3 separate regions of the Mus musculus genome follow, and all the other regions are linked to region 3. The links are chromatin contacts, called in public Hi-C maps. All regions are on one chromosome and are shown on one strand. The core of a region is the stretch at or near the end of the contact, and the rest is flanking DNA. Distances in the headings are between cores, read along the strand shown. Region 1 overlaps H6pd (hexose-6-phosphate dehydrogenase (glucose 1-dehydrogenase)). Region 2 has its middle 30 kb from the start of Gm42354. Region 3 has its middle 13 kb from the start of Gm13070.

Evidence for each region. A called contact is a pair of places that touch in the nucleus more often than the background predicts.
Region 1: a Hi-C map of uterus shows a contact between it and region 3, with 2.8 times the contacts expected there. The contact joins two enhancer-like sites. A contact is called at or near these places in 6 of 484 Hi-C or Micro-C datasets (bone marrow-derived macrophages, centroblasts, embryonic stem cells and 2 more), 3 of 115 datasets of contacts at active chromatin or transcription factors (double positive thymocytes and embryonic stem cells) and 2 of 9 other capture datasets (embryonic stem cells and liver).
Region 2: a Hi-C map of uterus shows a contact between it and region 3, with 2.4 times the contacts expected there. The contact joins two enhancer-like sites. A contact is called at or near these places in 13 of 484 Hi-C or Micro-C datasets (the G1E-ER4 cell line, Kupffer cells, Sertoli cells and 7 more), 8 of 115 datasets of contacts at active chromatin or transcription factors (the 3134 cell line, CD8 T cells, differentiating embryonic stem cells and 5 more) and 3 of 9 other capture datasets (adipose tissue, embryonic stem cells and pancreatic islet).

The regions. Positions count from the first base shown.
Region 1 is chr4:149,978,620-149,981,319 of GRCm38.p6, forward strand. H6pd (hexose-6-phosphate dehydrogenase (glucose 1-dehydrogenase)) reads right to left here. Exons shown (of 5, transcript NM_001291004.1): 5 at 855-2,700. Among named protein-coding and RNA genes, the nearest start is that of H6pd, 23 kb to the right of the region's middle. Within about 2 kb of position 1,277, at least 206 of the 459 cell types and tissues checked have an H3K27ac peak or open chromatin away from gene starts, as enhancers often do. A contact at or near this core is called in bone marrow-derived macrophages, liver and uterus, where this site is marked.
Region 2 is chr4:149,819,501-149,822,200 of GRCm38.p6, forward strand. No RefSeq gene overlaps it. Among named protein-coding and RNA genes, the nearest start is that of Gm42354, 30 kb to the left of the region's middle. Within about 2 kb of position 1,276, at least 109 of the 459 cell types and tissues checked have an H3K27ac peak or open chromatin away from gene starts, as enhancers often do. A contact at or near this core is called in adipose tissue, bone marrow-derived macrophages, heart atrium and 1 more, where this site is marked.
Region 3 is chr4:149,888,683-149,891,382 of GRCm38.p6, forward strand. No RefSeq gene overlaps it. Among named protein-coding and RNA genes, the nearest start is that of Gm13070, 13 kb to the right of the region's middle. Within about 2 kb of position 1,424, at least 136 of the 459 cell types and tissues checked have an H3K27ac peak or open chromatin away from gene starts, as enhancers often do. A contact at or near this core is called in adipose tissue, bone marrow-derived macrophages, heart atrium and 2 more, where this site is marked.

The DNA of each region.
Region 1 (2,700 bases), core at 27-2,526, 90 kb after region 3:
CTCACAACTGTCTGTAACTCCAGTTCCAGGGCATCTGATACCCTCACACAGACACATAGGCAGGCAAACATGCACATAAAAATTTTAAAATCATTTAAAAAAAAAAAGAAGAAGAAGCAAGAAATTAACAAGATGGGACTACTTAAAGTGCAGTTACCAGGAACATTTGCCTGGAATTAGAAATCAGGATCTAGCCTGGAGATGCTAACTGGCATGTCGCCCCAAGGAGGACAACTTCTGCCATTTGTATGCCCCTGTGTCCTTCCCATAGTGGACTCACAGGCCTACCCAAGGAACCTGACTCAGCCATGTGAGCCCTTCATGGGTCCCCTGGAAAGGAACAGGCCCCACAGGGTGCTGGCATGGCTTCTAGAATCTAACATACAGTTTCTGGACAACACTGGACATTTTCCCAGTTTCAAATCTTCAGTCACTAAGGCCCTGCCACGTGGCACACTGGGCTATTGGCAGGACAAGGTGTGCCTGTGCATAGCATTTAGCATCTGCCCATCAGTGGGGAGACCACAGAGCCACCAGGCAAGGTGCAGACTTTTGCTTCCATTGTTTCAACAGGGAGTGAGCAGGGTGCAGTTAGAAGATCCCAGGCGGGGTCAGAGCCAGCCCAGGGTTACGGCCTGCAGGCCAGTGCTAAGCCACAGCTACAGGGACCCTAAGGGAGCCAGAAGTGAATCCAGGGAGGGAAGGCTGTGTCCCAGACACAGTGACCACATGTCCCTCTTCCCTTCCCCAGGAACCTGGACACCTTGTCCTGTCTTCCCAGCCTCAGATCCCCACTTCCAGACAGGCAGGAGGCTGGCAAAGGCTGTATTCGTCACACTGTTTATCAACTCAATGTTAAGTGGTTTGCAAGCAACAATTTTTTAATGAAAATTTTTAAAAAAATAGAGGGTATCCCAGGTCTTAAGGCTGAGAGCTCCTTCCTGAGACAGATTCGTACACAGATGTGACTGATTGGTAAAGCCCTGCTGGCTGTGGATGATGGTTCAGAAAGTCTGAAGAGCAGCATCTTCCGTGGTCCTGGCTCTGAACATCACTCCTTCCTAACCCGGGGCAGAAAGGGAAAGGGCACACACAGGTGCATGCCAGAGAACACAGACAATGTCCCCCACCAACCTTTCCAATGAAATTTTATTTGTGCTTGCTTCCGGAAAGGAGATCTTTGGTATTTCCCCCACACTGGCCTCCCCTGTGCAGAGACTCCCCACAGACAGAGGCGAGTCATTCATCTGGATAAGAACGGGACATTCTAGGCTCAGGCTGGGCAGTGACTCACCGTTATTCAGAATGGTGACACAGAGCCTGGGCACCCTCTCTCCTGAGGCATGCAAGGCCCCTTGCTCTCTGATGTTGCAACTGCAGAAGGCCGAGTCCCTAAGAACTGATGAAAACGCACTGGGCTAAGACGCCTGAGAGGCAGTGAGCAAGAAAAGCGAAGAAAAGACGTTTGGCACTAAAACCCGCCTCCTGGGTGGAATGTGAGTGGTGGCACGTGGGCTCCCCCACATGGCTAAAGGTGGAACTTCACCTGCGACTACCTGCATCCAAGCCTGAGCAAAGCAGGCCAGGAAAGGACCCCAGGGCGTTCCTCTTTTCTGCCAAGGAATAGAGGTGTTCTGTCAGTCTGGGTCACTGGAGGTCAGAGTAAGCAGAATTTCAACAAGAGTGCCTTTCATACAGAGCCCTCAGCTCAGGCTACACTCTATGCACACATCTCTAGTGAAAGCAAGAATTCTTTTCCATGTGCTGTCTGGGAGAAAGTACAATCAAATAAAAGGAGAGAAACAGATTTCCTGACGCTCCTCATCACAGGAAACCTCTCTATGGGAAAATTCTGAAAGACACGGAGACTCTGTGACTGACACATAGGTAACTGTGAGGACGGGCCATCCTAACCCTTCTGGGCCTTCCCTTGTTCACATGACTCAGCAGGAGGCCTAAATGAAAACTGTATGTGCCCTGAAATGTTTATGTTGTTGGCCCTGGAGGGGACTGAAGTTAGGAGCTGCCTGTAGTGTTCCCAGTGGTACCAGGTTCGTCAGTAAGAATGGTGGAGATGCCCGGCAGAGGAGGGGCTGCTGCCAGACTTGAAGCCAGAGAGAGGTAGTGTGAGGAGGGCTAGCTGCAGTCTGCCCTGATGCTGGCAATTGGCCACATAAGCCCTAGAAAGAGGCTGTGATCTGGAGTCACCCCCGACCCAGGAGCAGACAGAGCCCTCCCGTCTAGATAGATCAGAGATGCCCGACAGCCCAATGACAGCATAACAGTTCTTAGTGGGAAAGGGAGCCCCGGTCTCTAGATCTGGGGGAACTTCTGACGTGGCAGTGTCTGTGTCTGTAGAGAGGGAGAGGCTGAGGGGTAATGGGGAATACTGAGGACAGTGGGTGTCCTCCCAGAGTAGACAGAAGCTGCCCGGAGGAGCGCTGGATCTCAGCTAGGTGCACAGAGGGATGATGGGATACCAGAAGAGGCAAGGCGCCCGGTGCAGGCTCAGGATTGTGTCTACTCTGCTGGCCTGGCTCAGAGCAAGACATTCACCAGGAGTCTCTGCACCCTGCTCCCCATCAACACTGGCCCCTCTTTCCACAGAAACCAGTTTGAAGATCGCAGGCCAGTCTTGGCAGGCCACTTTGGTTCTTTAGCGTGGAGCCTTCGCCCAGTCTTACTGTGTGTTGTAGCTAC
Region 2 (2,700 bases), core at 26-2,525, 69 kb before region 3:
TGGGGGGGGGGAGAGGGAGGTGAGACAAATGTGCATGCGTGCTAGAGTCACTGGTCCATGAAAGTTACTGCAGCAAAGGCCTCCTGCCTGCAGCCTGGTCTCCTGCTCAAATGCAGCTTCCTGCCTGTAGCACTCAGCCCTCTTCAAGCTGACCCTGTGTTTGATGGCTCCGAGCCTTCCAGTCCCCTGCAGATCCCACCGTCCCCTGTCCCCCACCCCCACCCCCACCCCCGCCGCCCCCAGACCTGTTCAGCTTGCATTTGGCTCTGCTTCCAACTCAGCACTGCCTGTCTGACCTACGCTGCCTCTTTAACCCTCTCTTAGACATCCCGACTATATTGTGATAGGTGGTCTGAGAGTTTAGTAATTACGATTAGAATCAGACAACCTGCGATTGCCAGCCAGCTACCAAGTGAGACTGGGATCACCTGGCAAATTGTGGCTGGCTTGTTTATTTATACATTTTGATATTGAGGGAAGACACAAGATTGTCTATGACAATGACCTGTTTCAGGAGTAGGGCTTTTGCAGATGTGACTAGAGAGCTTCGGATGCAGTCATCTTGGATTTGCGTGACCTCTACATCCCATCCCTGATGTCTTCCTATGAAGAGGATTGGACCCAGAGGCTAAGAGAGAAGAGGAGGCCAGTTGAGACCAGAGATTGGAGAATATAGCTGAGGAAATTGTTCTTCCACAGGCTGGAGAGGCCAGAATAGCTTCCTCCCAACCCCGCAGTGTCGCGTGTCGCAAAGAACACAGACCTGCTGATGCCTCGATTCTTTCCTTCTGGCTTGATGGGAAGTGATACTTTTCTGTTGTTTTCAGACACCCAGTTTATGGTAATTTGTGATTGGTGGCAGCATTCCTGAGAGGGAGATTGCTGTCTCTCAAGCATTTGCCTTAGAGCACGCAGTAGATGCTCATTAAAATCCAGAATCGCCTGTGCCACCATTCCTGAGGACACTGTGGGCAACATCAAGGCATCTATGTGAGCTTTCAGGGAACAGCCTGTGACCCTGCAGGGGACCCAGGTAGCACAAGGAACACCCTGGGTCTCCAAGGGTAGTCACTCAAGCTGACATAGTGTTTTGCCTAGCATTCCTGGCTGGAGCCCTGGAAGGACAGAGCCAGAGGGAGAGGGCAGAGTCTGCAGCTGGGGAAGGCAGCAGCAGGGTTGGGTTGAGGCTTTCAGGAGGAATGCTTACCACCCTGAGTCATGGCATGTAGGCCAATGGCCATCGCTGACACATCACACCCCAGAGGGAGGCGGGCAGTGACCTCATGCTGGTTGTCAAACACTCAGCAAGCCTCCCAGTACCGCCCAGTGCTTCAGCATTGCCCAGAGGGAGCTGTCTCCACCCCTCCCCTGCACACTCGGGCCAACAAGCAGGACAAGCAGACATTTGGGCCAAGACGTTAGATGCTTTTGGGGCGAGGTGAATGGTTTCCACTTCCCAGAGGGCAATGGGATCATAAACTCTGGAATACAAGCTACGCAGCTGCTGCAGCTGCAAAGAGCAAGCACTCTGGGATCAGCTTTGCAAGACTCAGTCCCTCCTGCCTCTTGCCTGTAAAAAATGATGGTTTACAGATGGGGAAACTGAGGCCCAGAGGCTCTACATCTCTGAACCAAAGGGCATCCTGGAATAGGAGCAGTCTGAAACTAAGAATTTATTTTGAGACCGAGTCTGCTGTAAACCCTGGGCCAGGATCCTCACTCTGCCCTGGGTCTAGGAGGGGCTGGAGTCAGTCTCTAGATTTTTGAGTTTTAAAATCTGTTTTTCTTTCTTTCTTTCTTTCTTTCTTTCTTTCTTTCTTTCTTTCTTTCTTTCTTCCTTCCTTCCTTCCTTCCTTCCTTCCTTCCTTCCTTCCTTCCTCCTTCTCTCTCTCTCTCTTTCTCTCTCTCTCTCTCTCTCTAGCTTATAGTTTTTTGAGACAGTGTTTCTCCATGGAGCCCTGGCTGTTCTGAAACTTGCTCTGTAGCCTCAAACTCAGAGATCCAGCTGCCTCAGCCTCCCAAGTGCTAGGATTAAAGGTGTGTGCCAACACCGCCTGGCTTTCTTTCTTTGAAGATTGATTTGTTTTCAAGTTGTATATGTGTGTGGGTATGTGCACGAACGCCAGTGCCCACAGAGGCCAGAAGAGGGTGTTATGTCCCCTGGAACCGGAGTTAGAGGTGGTAGTGAGCCACTTGACTTGGGTCCTGGCAACCAAACTGTGGTCCTCTGCAAGAGCAGCAAGTGTTCCTCACTGCTGAGCCGTCTCTGCAGCTCCTGCCCTGGAGTGTGATGTGTCAGCTGGCAGTGCTGAGGTGGGGACCCAGGACCCTCATTCACACTCTGTGCTCTGCTTCTGAGACTCGTGCGAGGTCCCAGGGAGCCTGGCCTTGTTACTCTTACCTGGGAGTAAAGGTGTCTGCTGGCAGCCATAATGCATATCCTCTCCTTAGAAAGGGAGGGAGGGAGGGAGGGAGGGAGGGAGGGAGGGAGGGAGAGAGAGAGAGAGAGAGAGAGAGAGAGAGAGAGAGAGAGAGAGAGAGAGAGAGAGAAAGAGAGAGAGAACACTTTTCCCAGGCTGTGGATTTGTGGTCTTTACTTACGACCTTGAACTAGAATTTTAGCAGAGCCCGCTAAGACAGGAAATGTAGCATCCAACATGGAATCCCAAACATCCAGGCATCTTGAAACCCTAGCCTGCC
Region 3 (2,700 bases), core at 174-2,673:
ATGACCTCTATGTCTACCACAAAGCCAATTGAACCCTGGACTCTATTGTTTTACAAAGAGCTACTCAGAACAACCAGTTGTATTTAGAAACCTACATAAATGGGCTTACTTTCCTTTCTGGAACCCTCCTACTCATCCTTCCCAATGCCCCTAGGACATCCCTGCCCAGGATGCCTGGGAGGGTCCACCACATTCTCCCCTGCAGCCCCTGCCCCGTGTCTGCCAGTTCGTGTCCTCCCGTTGAACCTCAGGTTTTCTGGGTCTCTATTCAGTGTCCACGTGCGTCTGGCACAGGCAATGGGGCCAAGACCTGTTTGGGTCTAATGGGACTCCATTAGTCTGGGGTCTTTGGCAACATTTTATAGGCTATCCTGACAGGAACCCTGGCCTCTGAGCCTTCATAGGAGGCCGGCATGTTCTCAGGGTGAGTCTGGGCTGGGCTGCTGCATGGCTTCCCTTGAAGGAAGTGACACCTGCAGCCAAATCCATCCTTTCAGGAAGTGGGGGCGGGGGGGGGGCATGCTCAAAGAGACCATCAGCTTCCTGAAGGGCTGCTAAGGACCCAGGAGGAAGTGCTGAGCCAGAGGGAGGGGCTGTCTGGCAGCAGTAGGGATTGCTAGGAGGCGTCTCTTTCCCACTGCCCCGTAAATAAATGGGTAATGATTCTAGGGCATGCGTGCGTGCGTGCGTGCGTGCGTGCGTGCGTGCGTGCGTGCGTATATGCATGGCTTCTTGGGCTTCTGGTCATATCTCCTCACTCACACTGCCTTTGATCTTGGTAATAGCATGAGCTTGGTTCAAAGTTATTATTATTCCCAATCACAGAAGGCACAGTCAGGCTACCTGGGCAGCTGACAGGGCCACATTCACAGATGTTGAGTCCAAACCCCAGACGTATGATCTTGGGCCTGAGTCCCTATACTTCTGCAGGGTCACTGTGCCTGATGTGGGCCAGCCTGGGAATGTCTTAAGTTCCGCCATCATTTTTGGGCGGGTAACACAGGTTTTTGGGAGAGATGAACCATTGGGAACTTTTTTCTTTTTTCTTATTGCAGAAGGAAAAAAAAAGGGGGGTTGGGTGGGGGAGTAGCTGGGCAAGATCACAGAGGGGCGGTCCTGAGGCTAGAGGGCACCCCTGGCACCTCAGAGAAGCAGGGCTCTCAAAACCCTCTAGTCCTCAACTACACTCCTCTCAGAAGGAGGCCTCCCAGGCGTCTCCCGGAGGCAGAGCCAAGTTCTAGCTTAGGCAAAGGGTGTTTTCCTTCCCGGCGGACAAAACATCGCTGGCGCTTTCAGGAGGGGACTGAACACTCTGTCCACTCTGGCGGCCCTCGGCCAGGATTCCTGGACGGACACAGGCATGCTTTCACAGGCAACAAGATTAATCACGCGTCTCCTTCCTCCTCCCCGCCCCTTTCCCTGTCACACTCAGCTCTGCTTCACAGCCCCAGGAAGTGATCATGAGCCTGGAGTCCCGAGTCCCTTGCCACAGGGAGGGCTAGAAATGTGTTCTAACTTCCAGTGAACTCCAGTAGTCTCATGCTAGGGAAAATCCTGACCACCCTTTAGGGCTGTCTTGGCTCAACACTGCGGCATCCACAGACAGGCTGTACTCACTAGTACCTCCCTCTCTCGTGCACAATGTTAGGAACCTTCTAGAAGCTCTTGGCTGAGCTTTTGGTCCCAGCCCTCGTCCTCTGTGCCTTTGGGGTCAGATGGCTAAAGCGGGAGAGACCAGGACACAGAACAAGAAAGACAAAAAAGTCATACTCGGTACATACATCTCTCAGGCCACACCCCAAGTGCTTGAGCTCAGACAGGCATTCCAGAGCGTTCTTAGAGCTTCTGAGAGAAATCCTGAAGTCAGACCCTCAGGACCTCCTCAGGAAGGTGGGATGCTTTGGAAACTGGGCTCCCAGCCTGGCTCCCCCTCAACGTCCCAACAAGATTCCTGCTAAACAGGAGCGAGCCTTCAGGCAGCTGAAAAGACAGGCTTGTGGGGTTGGCGCCAGGGCCCAAACCCACTGGGGCAAGCTGAACTCCAGCAGGAGGTGGCTGTTCACCAGTAAGCAAGTTGTAAAACCCAGCTCAGACACAACATCTGGCAGCTGCTTCAAATAGTTTTCTGTCTGCAGTTGGAGCTGCTCTCGGCCTCCTGTAAATCAAACCATGCGCACAGAGGACTGTGACGACTGACCACGGCACCCCAGTTTGGCATGGCACCAGCTGCAACTCCTGTCTCCCAGTAGCTCGGGATTCACATTCCATGTCCTTGTAGGACCAATTCACGCAGCCCTCCAGGAAAAGCTGCAGGGGTCCGTTGGCATCCTTGTGCCATCAGACAGGGGTGGGGGGTAGGGTGGAGGGAAGAAGACCTCTTGAGGTCCCATAGGGAACTTGACCCTTAAGATGTGATGTCTCACTCAGGCTCAACCTCTGTTTCCAGGGACCTCTCTGATTGGTGCTCATCCTTTCTAGACCGTGATAGTATAGTAGGTCAGAGGGGAGACAGCATCTATATTAGCACGCACTGAAGTGTACAGTAAAAGATTTGTAACTGGATCCTGGACCTACGACATTGAGTCTGCCCTGGGTTCCTCCCAGGGAATATGGGTCAAGCACACAGAAACCTGGTGTCGGAGGACTAGCCTTTAGGTAAGTGGCCAGGGAGAGAGGACAACGTAACCAGTGATGACTGAG